3 separate regions of the Zea mays genome follow, and regions 1 and 2 are each linked to region 3. Evidence: chromatin contacts called from public Hi-C data. All regions are on one chromosome and are shown on one strand. Each heading gives the region's core, a stretch centred on a gene start, on an enhancer-like site or on the middle of the called end of the contact. The rest is flanking DNA. Distances are from core to core; before and after follow the strand shown.

What was found. A called contact is a pair of places that touch in the nucleus more often than the background predicts.
Region 1: a contact with region 3 is called in a Hi-C map of leaf, with 2.7 times the contacts expected there. The contact joins the promoter of LOC100274938 here to the promoter of LOC100383912 in region 3. A contact is called at or near these places in 4 of 25 Hi-C or Micro-C datasets (bundle sheath, endosperm, leaf and 1 more).
Region 2: a contact with region 3 is called in a Hi-C map of leaf, with 6 times the contacts expected there. The contact joins the promoter of LOC100217298 here to the promoter of LOC100383912 in region 3. A contact is called at or near these places in 3 of 25 Hi-C or Micro-C datasets (ear, leaf and tassel).

Annotation. Positions count from the first base shown.
Region 1 is chr2:44,600,716-44,603,758 of Zm-B73-REFERENCE-NAM-5.0, forward strand. LOC100274938 reads left to right here and starts at 1,445. Exons shown (of 1, transcript NM_001149181.2): 1 at 1,445-2,053. The coding sequence starts at 1,561. The coding sequence ends at 1,836.
Region 2 is chr2:44,237,004-44,240,043 of Zm-B73-REFERENCE-NAM-5.0, forward strand. It overlaps LOC100217298 (aldose 1-epimerase), which reads right to left and starts at 1,392. Exons shown (of 5, transcript NM_001143646.1): 1 at 1,053-1,392; 2 at 843-892. The coding sequence starts at 1,230.
Region 3 is chr2:44,435,322-44,438,512 of Zm-B73-REFERENCE-NAM-5.0, forward strand. It overlaps LOC100383912, which reads right to left and starts at 1,301. Exons shown (of 2, transcript NM_001394903.1): 1 at 1,066-1,301.

The sequences.
Region 1 (3,043 bases), core at 195-2,694, 170 kb after region 3:
ACTGAGAGTTGTTTAACATGTGAGAAGTATGAAGTTGTCCGTGGTGGAGTACTTGTAATACTACTGGATCTAAGATAGCGTAAAAGTCAGCTGCAGCCATGAACTTGAAGCGTTGAGTGTATAAGCCCACAAACTGCACATCCGGCGTATGTACGGCAGCACTCTATGCACTACATCCGGACAACATGTGTACGAAAGAGATTTAAAAGGTGATATAATATATAATAGTTGATTTAGAGTTTAGATATAGAGTAAATATGACTGCGGAGGATTGTGATATAGGTAAAGAATTTTGCTGACAATGATATAATATTTCTTTTTTAGTAGAAATTTAGAGGTGTTTGAGTGCAGATAGCTAGAGCAAAACTACACTGCCAACAGATGGCTAGAGGGTCTGTTCTAGACTCGAGTTGCCTGTGAAGATAGTCTTCAGTTCTTCACCCGCTGAAAAACTACGTCTACTCTGCTATGGTTCTAAACGTGTGTGATGTTTAATTCCGCCAATATAATGATGTAATAATTATGGATAAATCTTCCTATTTGTATCCTTCTAAAACAATTATTCATTATGTATGGACCGTGATAAGAACTAAACTTCGATAATAGTATAAATTTTTGGGACTATCATGTTATATTTTATTATGTTATATTTTATTAGGTGGATTTTCCCTCAAATAAATCGTGGACCGTTCCGGCCATCGAAACCAAACCTCACGAGAAATGACTCCCAAACTGAATCATGAAGTACGTGATCGCTGTGAATTGAGTAGGAATTTCTCCCATTCAAGGTACATACAGATACAAACATGAATGGCTTTATTTGAGAACAAAGTTTTTGAAAACCACAGTATTTAAAATACTATAACATACTTTAATCAAGACAATACTATAGTTTAAAATATTAAAGTTTTGGAAACTGAGGTCCAGACCTAGATTTAGAATACTTTAAAACATTACAGTTTTTGCAATACTTCAGTTTGAAAACATAGATTTTAGCTAGCTTGTAAAACACCATTTTGTATGTAATACTACAGTATTTGGAAATACTGAAGCATTTTTCCAAAACTGTCAAACAAACTTCACTACCAAACACCTGTATATTGTACTGTATGTATCGATCGGTTTGAAAAATCTGTCGATGGGTCTCTTGATCGGCTGTACCGGCCAACAGTGAGACTGTCTGCTACTCACTCATTAATCGATGTGAGACTAGTAGTGATAGGTCGTTTAGGCTCGGTTGTCCTACACAGCCACAGCTACGGCTTAAAAACAAAATACTCGCATCAAGCCGTAGTGAACAATAGTATATTGGCGTCTCACCAATAATCCTGGTACACCAAAAAGTCAATCAAGCCGTCAAACTCCCCGCAACTACACGCAAATTTACCTTCCTTGCATGCCAAGTCTGTGCTACATAACTAGGGCCCTCCTCTCTATGTCTCTCTATAGTCGAACTCTATAGATACATCGCCTTGACGCTCCATCCTTGCACAAACGCAACTACGAGAGAGAAGGACAAGGAAAAAAACAGGGGACAAGATCGAGTGAGAAAGAGGAGATATGGCGTCCATAATAACAGGAGATTTCGCGGAGGCCTACGTACGGAAGAACGCCTGCGAAGAGGAGACGAGGAAGGCAGAAGCAAGCACCGCCGGCGGGGTGGCGGCGGCGGCGACACCAGGAGACAAGAAGGCCGACGCTAGTGCATCATCCGAGAAGAAAGTGGCCAAAGAGGCTGCAGCTGGTAGCAACAAGGGAGAAGGAGGCAGTCTCTTCGGGCTGCTGAAGAAGAAGGTTCACCCCAAAGTCGGTGGAAGTTCAGGAGCTTATTCTTGACCTCCTGTATGCATCTGCGCGTGGCTACAAGCATGCTGCATGCATGCAAGAAATTTCAGAATTTTACCCGTGTCCATCTTGAAGTGGTTTCAGTTCAGATTTTTGGCCTTTTTCGTTACTTTCCCTTTCATCCTCCTTGAATAAGATGTACCTGTTTGTTTGATAAAGAGGTGGAAGTAAAATGTTTAGGGGAAAGGAAACGAAGCAGTTCTTTTCACCATCTTTCTCTACTTTTTTTTGACTATCAACGGAGGAGGAGGGCCCCCACCTGGTTAGTTATATTGCCATTATACCAAAACATGCCTTGAGGATACAGGAGATCAGAGGAAGTACATGAGACGGGGTAGAGGAGAGAGGTGATTTCATTGGTGGCCTATGCCATGTCTAGGATCCTACACCAGTTCGCCACAATTGGAAGGTCCTCACGACAGAGTCTGCACTTCCATATATTGGCATCCGATTGGCAAAGCGAGTTGTTTCGCGAGGGGAGCTCTTTGCGGAAAACGACGGCGTTACGGCCTTTCCAGAGTTGTCAACATCAAAGGAGAACGAAGGTGCTGAACAATTTGGGGGAGGTTTGGGGGCCCTGCAGGCTGGGGAGGACATTTTGTTCATCCGAGTCGATCCTCACACCCAGAAACGAAGCGGTTCATTTCACATCTTAGCTCTCCCTACTGATGAAAACAACTTCAATATTTGGCCCTACAAAGTCCAACGTAAAAACGAAGTCATGTTTTTTGCTACCGATATTTTGTCCCTACATGCTACTGGTTCCAAGTCTTGCTCCTCTTTCCATGCTAGGCTCCTAAAGTGAAGCTTTTAGCTGACAACACAGTGTCTCACAAGTCACAAGTCACAAGTTCCAACCAGAGAGTTCGACACTTGTACAACGTGAGACAACGACTCAATGCGGCGACTTTTGTCCTCTTCGCTGATGATCTTCGGGCGGGGATGCGAGCTCTACTTAGCTATGGCCAGCAGGTGGTACATATAGCCCTATAAAATACTGTTTTGCACCGTTTACGAGGTGAAATTTAAAATAGAAGATGAAGATGAGTATCGTAATGGATTAAGCTAGCACCAGGAAAACCTCTCTAACATTTACTAGCATATAAGCTCGTAACATGAATATTTACATCTGACACATGTGTGTTTGGTTCTTTCTGTTTGGTTCTCAACTAATTACGGCATAATTTGGCTATGATTA
Region 2 (3,040 bases), core at 142-2,641, 200 kb before region 3:
CTTATCCATATGGAGAACAGAAACTGAATGTACTATAGGTCTATATAGCACACTGAGAATGCAATTATTGAACCGAATTGTAAAAGGTTGGCAAAGATGCTTTTTTGGATGAAGCTAGAGAGAGAGAGAGAGAGAGAGAGAGAGATTGCATTTGAACTTTTACCCTGTTGGCTCTAGAGTTAGTTAATTAGTCTTGGGCAGAGATCAGGAGATCACGTGGTGGAGGCTGTCTGCTTCCCACAGTTCATATAATACTTGCTAGTTGCTATCTCTCGCGTAACATGGCCACTGCCGGCGCCCAGCATAAAGAAATGAAACTGCATCCAGCTAATGGCCTAATCGTTTCTCAGAGTTCCTTTTTCTTTTCTATTCTATCCCGCTGTGCTTTACAAGGTTGAGACGTGGCGAACACATCTCAAAAAAAAAAAAAAAATTTGTGTGTGTGTGGGGGTTGTTTTCTCTGGCTGGGACCTCCCCGTGTAGAAAACTGAGCTCAAACTGACAGCGACGGCATAGGTCCGTGTGGCTGTGTTTCTTTCTGATAGCCATGGCCTTATGAATGATTGACTGGTTAGCAGCAGCGTGGCTTTTTTGCCGGATACTGGACGGCCAAGTAATTAAATAAATATATATCTTCTCCTTGCATATACACTATTTGCAAAACTGAAAAAGGATGGCGCAAATCCGGAAGATGGAAATGAGGAATGAATGCATGTCCAAGGCTCACTACGACGTTATGCAGACAACAGTAGTTCGTAAAACTGTTGCAGAGATAAGCAAAAACATAAAACCAATAACGGCTGTGTCAGTAAGAACGGGAGCAGTGTGATGCTGGAGCTTACCACGTATCCTCCAATGGTGTCGTAGCCAAGCACGACGTCAGCAAAATCCCCTGCGAAGGGAGTCGGGGCGACAGAGCAGTAAATACGTTGGTGATGGCGGACTGGACTGACTAATCGCACACGTACAGCGGGGGACGGACTGCCATGCATAGATGGATTCTTTTCGAGAGAGATAGAGGAGGAGGAGGAGGAGAGGAAAGTCGAACGCACCTTTGGAGTCCGGCAGCACAACGGAGGTGATGGTGGCGCCCCAGTTGGTGACGCCGACGGAGAAATCGCCCGCCTTGAGCTCGTACACGCCGACCATCTTCCTCCCCGCCGCATTGGCGGAGCCGGCGGCGGCGGCGCACGCGCACAGCAGCGCGAGGAGCAGCGGAGCTCTAGCCATGATTATCAGCCAACGCAGGAGGAGTCAGTCAGCTGTGGCCGTGCCGTGCGCGCCCAGTCGCGGCCTGCGCCTTAAGAAGGACGACGAGCGGAGGCAGGAGCAGAACAGGAGGGACGACTGACTGACTGACTTACTGGGCGACTGGCGACAGCTGCTGCTGCTGGAATAATGGATGGGGGTGTATGCAGTCAGTCAGTCAAAGATGTTGCTGGGATTGTGAATTGTCGTCTCGTCACTCAGCACGCCGAGGCCAGCCACCGCTACCGCTTGTCTCGCGTTTTTTTTTCATTTTTCTTGTCCGCAAGCGCAAGCTAATCTGCGCTGCGTGCGCGCCCATCCAGCGAGCTTCCGTCGCGTGCGAGTGCGAGCAGCAGCAGGCCGCCGGCTACTTGGCTGGCACATGGGCGGCGAGTATTCCGTTCGTCCATGCGACGACCTCGTGCTGCGCACGATGGCCCAGCGGCAGCGCTTGGAAACAGGTAGTACGCACGTTCGCCAGTTGTCCGCGCATATGGTGACCAGCGTTTGTGTGCGCGGTGCGCCTCCACACTTCCGATCGGAAGGAAATCGGTCGGGATTTTTCGTTGCCCGCGGATTGTCCTTGTCCGGGGCACGTTGTGCGGAAATCCTCTAGGGATAGATCCACCGCTGACAAAGCGGTTGTTGGCGAGGGCAAAGGAGTCGTGTGATCGTGAGTTGGTGACCGCGGCGGAAGACACGGGATCACACGGCTGTTTTAACGTGGACAGAGGAGCAAGTAAAACGCGCGCCGGCGTCGTCGTGCGCAGGCTGTAGTTGAACCAGGCAGCGTACGAGTACGATCATATCCGTTGCGGTTGCAGGGACGAAGCACGAGAGTCAGTTCCACACCGGAGCTGGAAGGCCACCTGACCAGAGAGCAGCACTTGCGCTTCTCATCCATCGCTGGCGGTGAGCAGTGGCAGCCTGGCAGGACAGGCGTCACCTGTCAGCAGCACCCAGCAGCGTCACCGTCACGTCGCTCGGGCAAGCGATGAGAGATATGGCGGCCTCCTCGCCGGTGGCGAGCACCTCGCACGAGCCTACGATCTACGGGGAATCTGGAACATCTAGTTCTCTTTGGCTTCAAACAGCGAATCACAGCGACCGCTGGAGCGCTGAGGGTGGTAACTATGCAAAAAAAAAAAAAACCTAGTAACCCGAACCTAAAATACCCGAATTTCGTCCTGAAATTTCGGTTAGCAGCTTGTAAAACCCGAATTTATTTCGGTTAATTCGGGTATCATAATCGGGTATCTGAAATACCCAAACTTTCCAAACTTTCATGTGTAATATACTCAAATCATTCTTAATTATTAATCTGTGCATCTATAATTATGTGTAAGTGTGCATGACTTGTGATTATAGATTGCTTGTGTTTTTTATGTCCATGTATATCTGTTGACGCCTTTTTGGAGGCGCCAATCACTTCAAAAGAACCAACGGCGGTGCTCTCTGGTCAGGTGCGGACGGTCCGCGGCACAGGGCCGGACGGTCCGCGACCTGGTGTGAGGCGGCGGTGCTCTCTGGTCAGGCGCGGACGGTCCGCGGCACAGGGCCGGACGGTCCGCGACCTGGTGCAGGAGCTCGGGTTCCCTGCCTGACGGCCGGACGGTCCACGCCCTAGGGTCGGACGGTCCGCGCGTGCGCAGGGGCGGCGGAAGATCGCCGGCGACGCCTGGATCTCGCTCCCGGGAGGGACCCCGTCGGGGAGGAGAGATCCTAGGAGTTGTCTAGGCTCGGTCAGGCCGACCTAGACTCCTCTAATCGACGTAGAGTCGAGGAGAGGCGG
Region 3 (3,191 bases), core at 51-2,550:
CGGGCATGTCACCAAAGCCGTTGGCAAACCTGGAACAATAATTTGCACAGGTGGAATCCTAAGGAATGTGTTATTTTTACAGAATTCGTTTTGTTTTCCATAACTTGGATGCTATCTTTACTAGCTAAATCCACAGAGGAGTTTTACATAGCTCTATGTGTGCTCTCTGCCAGGGTTTGATAATGATAGAATAAGCAAACCATTGTGTCATATGCACATCACATCTTTCTCAGGAATTTGGAATCACACACATGACAGGTTCATCTGAAATATCAGAATTGAGGATAGCTAAGAACAATTGAAGCTACCTAGAATTCAGCACACAAAATAGGGTTCTCAGTTCTCCATAAGTAAGAAATATAAAACGAGAGAAGCCATCAATCCATCAAAACGCGAGCTGTCAGGTTAGCTGTGTTCAAATGTCTACTTACGATGACCACGCTGAAGCTCTTCAGATTTAGAAGCCACAAAAAAATCCCGGGTAATATGAACAGACATTTATTATAAGAAGAAAACCTTTTGGGGGCTGGCAAGGATTTGCTGGCAAGAACGCAGAGATGCTTAGCAGTAACAAGGAACTCTTGACCAGAGAGTACAGCTAGCCGGGAGCAAAAGAAGTACAAAGAAGGACGTAAATCAAAGGAATTAAAAAAAAGGAAAACATGCGTCCTTTCTCTTTGTAGACATGCTTCAGAGCCCCGTACTGTCCGAATTGCAGGCACCGCAAATATTCCCAAATACAGAGGCCGCCTACTCCAGCCTAGGCCGCCTAAATCTCGCAGCTATCGTTCTCCTCGCGGAAGTGTAGGACGAGAGGGCACGGAGCCACAGACACAGCAGATCTGAACAAGCGAATAGCGACACCACCCACCATCAGATGGAACGCGGGAGGGAATTCCCCAACCACATGAGGTTCCCCGAAGAGGGACATGGCACCTTAATCCCGAAAGCTCTCGTACCCGCAACACCCTGGCGTAGTAGCATGCATGCACATCGTGGCCGAAGGAATGAAAGGAAGGAAGAGAGGAGGGATTGGGACGAGAGGAGGCGGGAGTAAAGCATCACCTCTCGCTGGGACGGCGGACGGAGGACGGGCGGCCTCGGCGGGCGAGGAGGGGAAGAGGAAATCGCTGGGAAGAGGAGAGATGGAGTGGTGTTTTGTTTTGGTGGACTACCTCCGGAGCCTCCTGTATTCTGATGAACCGAGCAGGGACCACGAAGGCTCTCCGCTTACAGGTGGAATTGGAATGCAGCTGAGACGAAACGAGGCGAGAAGCGAGATTGATATGGTAGGGTTCCTCCTCCAATCCGTCTCGGCGCGGGTGGGGTGGGGTGGGGTGGGACGGGAGGACGGCGGAATGGGTGGATGACGACGGGTTTACATGACAAGGCTGGCTCCGTGGATCGGCTCGGCGGCATCAACAACGGCTGGCTTGGCAGGCCAAGCGGCGCCCAGCTGTGAGCACTACTCTAATATAATTATTATCGCCTTTTGCTTTTGATTTGGCTTCATGCTCCTCTGACAACAGGTTGCTAGGTCGCCTGGCTTAGGGCAGCCACAATGATACTCCCTCCGGTTTCCTATTAGTTGTCGTTTAGGACAACGACACGGTCTCAAAAATATAACTTTGACTAATGTTTTTTGTTAAAATACAAATGAACTCTTAATATATTTATACTTTTATAAAAGTATTTTTTATGATAAATTAGTGTATATAAATATTAGGTTCCAAAACTAAATAACAAAATAGTTATTTGTAGTCAAAATTTTATAAGTTTGACTCGAACCTTATCCAAAACGACAACTAATAGGAAACCGGAGGGAGTATATAGGGCCTGTTTGGCATGGCTCCAGAGCAAAACTCCAAGGAGGAGCTGGCCAGAGCATGCCAAACACCCTAACTCTAGAGTTATAAACTCTATGGAGTTTTTGGAGCTGCAGTACAATTTTTTGGAGTACCTCTTTTGCTGCTCTGAAAACTCCAAAAAAGCAACCTAGTCATGGAGTTTTGAGTTATTTACCCGCCATTGCCACTGGTTATGAGAAACAATCTAAACTCTGGAGCAGAGCTGCTCCACCCAGAGTTTTAGAGTAGAGCTGCTCTGGGGTGGAGCAGAGCCATGCCAAACACACCCATAGATAGCACAATTTCTATAGCAACATTTATATCATCTATATATTATATTAAAGTAAATCTTTGCAATGTAGTAGATACTTATAGCTATTTCTAATACGTACATATACTCTCTATACCACCTCGGTTTCAACGGTAGCTCTGTCCCCTCTGGCAGGACGTTATCTACAAGTTTCCTTGGCGTAGTCCCGGCTTTTATTAAAGATTGCTCCTCCCCGGCCCGCCTATAAATCCACCAGTTTACGTTTACAGTTTACGCTTCCTCTCTTGCTTTACATTTCGTTTACAGAATTGCAGCCGCTGTAATCGGGCTATAAAAGCCGCTCGTTCGAAGAAAGCGAAAGTGTATTAGTTCTGAGATCGATGTATGATCCGCCTAATTCATATGATATGAAATAACGAATGTGAAATAACGCTTCCAGATTAAGTAATCTGCCTCCGGCAAAAACAATCGTATAGATTTATACTAGGTTTATAGATAACAGCTCTCTCTGTCTTCATTTAATTTATTGTCATATATATAGGATAGATATTAACATGGACTTCTTGTAGTGATCTAACTTGACACCATTAGGGCTGCCCTTAGCGGACGAGAGGTCATAACCTGCCAAAATTTAAAACTGAAAATTTTGTTAATGTTAGACTAGTGCCTACACAAAGAATGCACGTATATAAAAATGCACACGTTACGACCTCATATGTACCAAAAATGCATAATAAATATATTTGAAGTTGAAAATATTGATACTATTTTCTACTCCCTCCGTCTCAAAATAGTACTTGTTTTAGCTCTTGATCTTTATGTATATATTTTAAAAAAAATAATGATGAATCTAAACACAAGTATAAAACATATATATGAAGTATTGTATGTACCTAATAATTATTTAAAACGAATTTTAATTTAGGATAGAGAGAGTATATAACAAATCAAGTTTAAAAGGGCTTGACTCTTTAATAAGAGTAATATATATTTTATTTTTTTGACCTACAAAGTACTAAGGACTTGTTTGGTTGGAAGCGTGGCAAAGTTGTTTGGGCCAGGCAGCTTTCTAG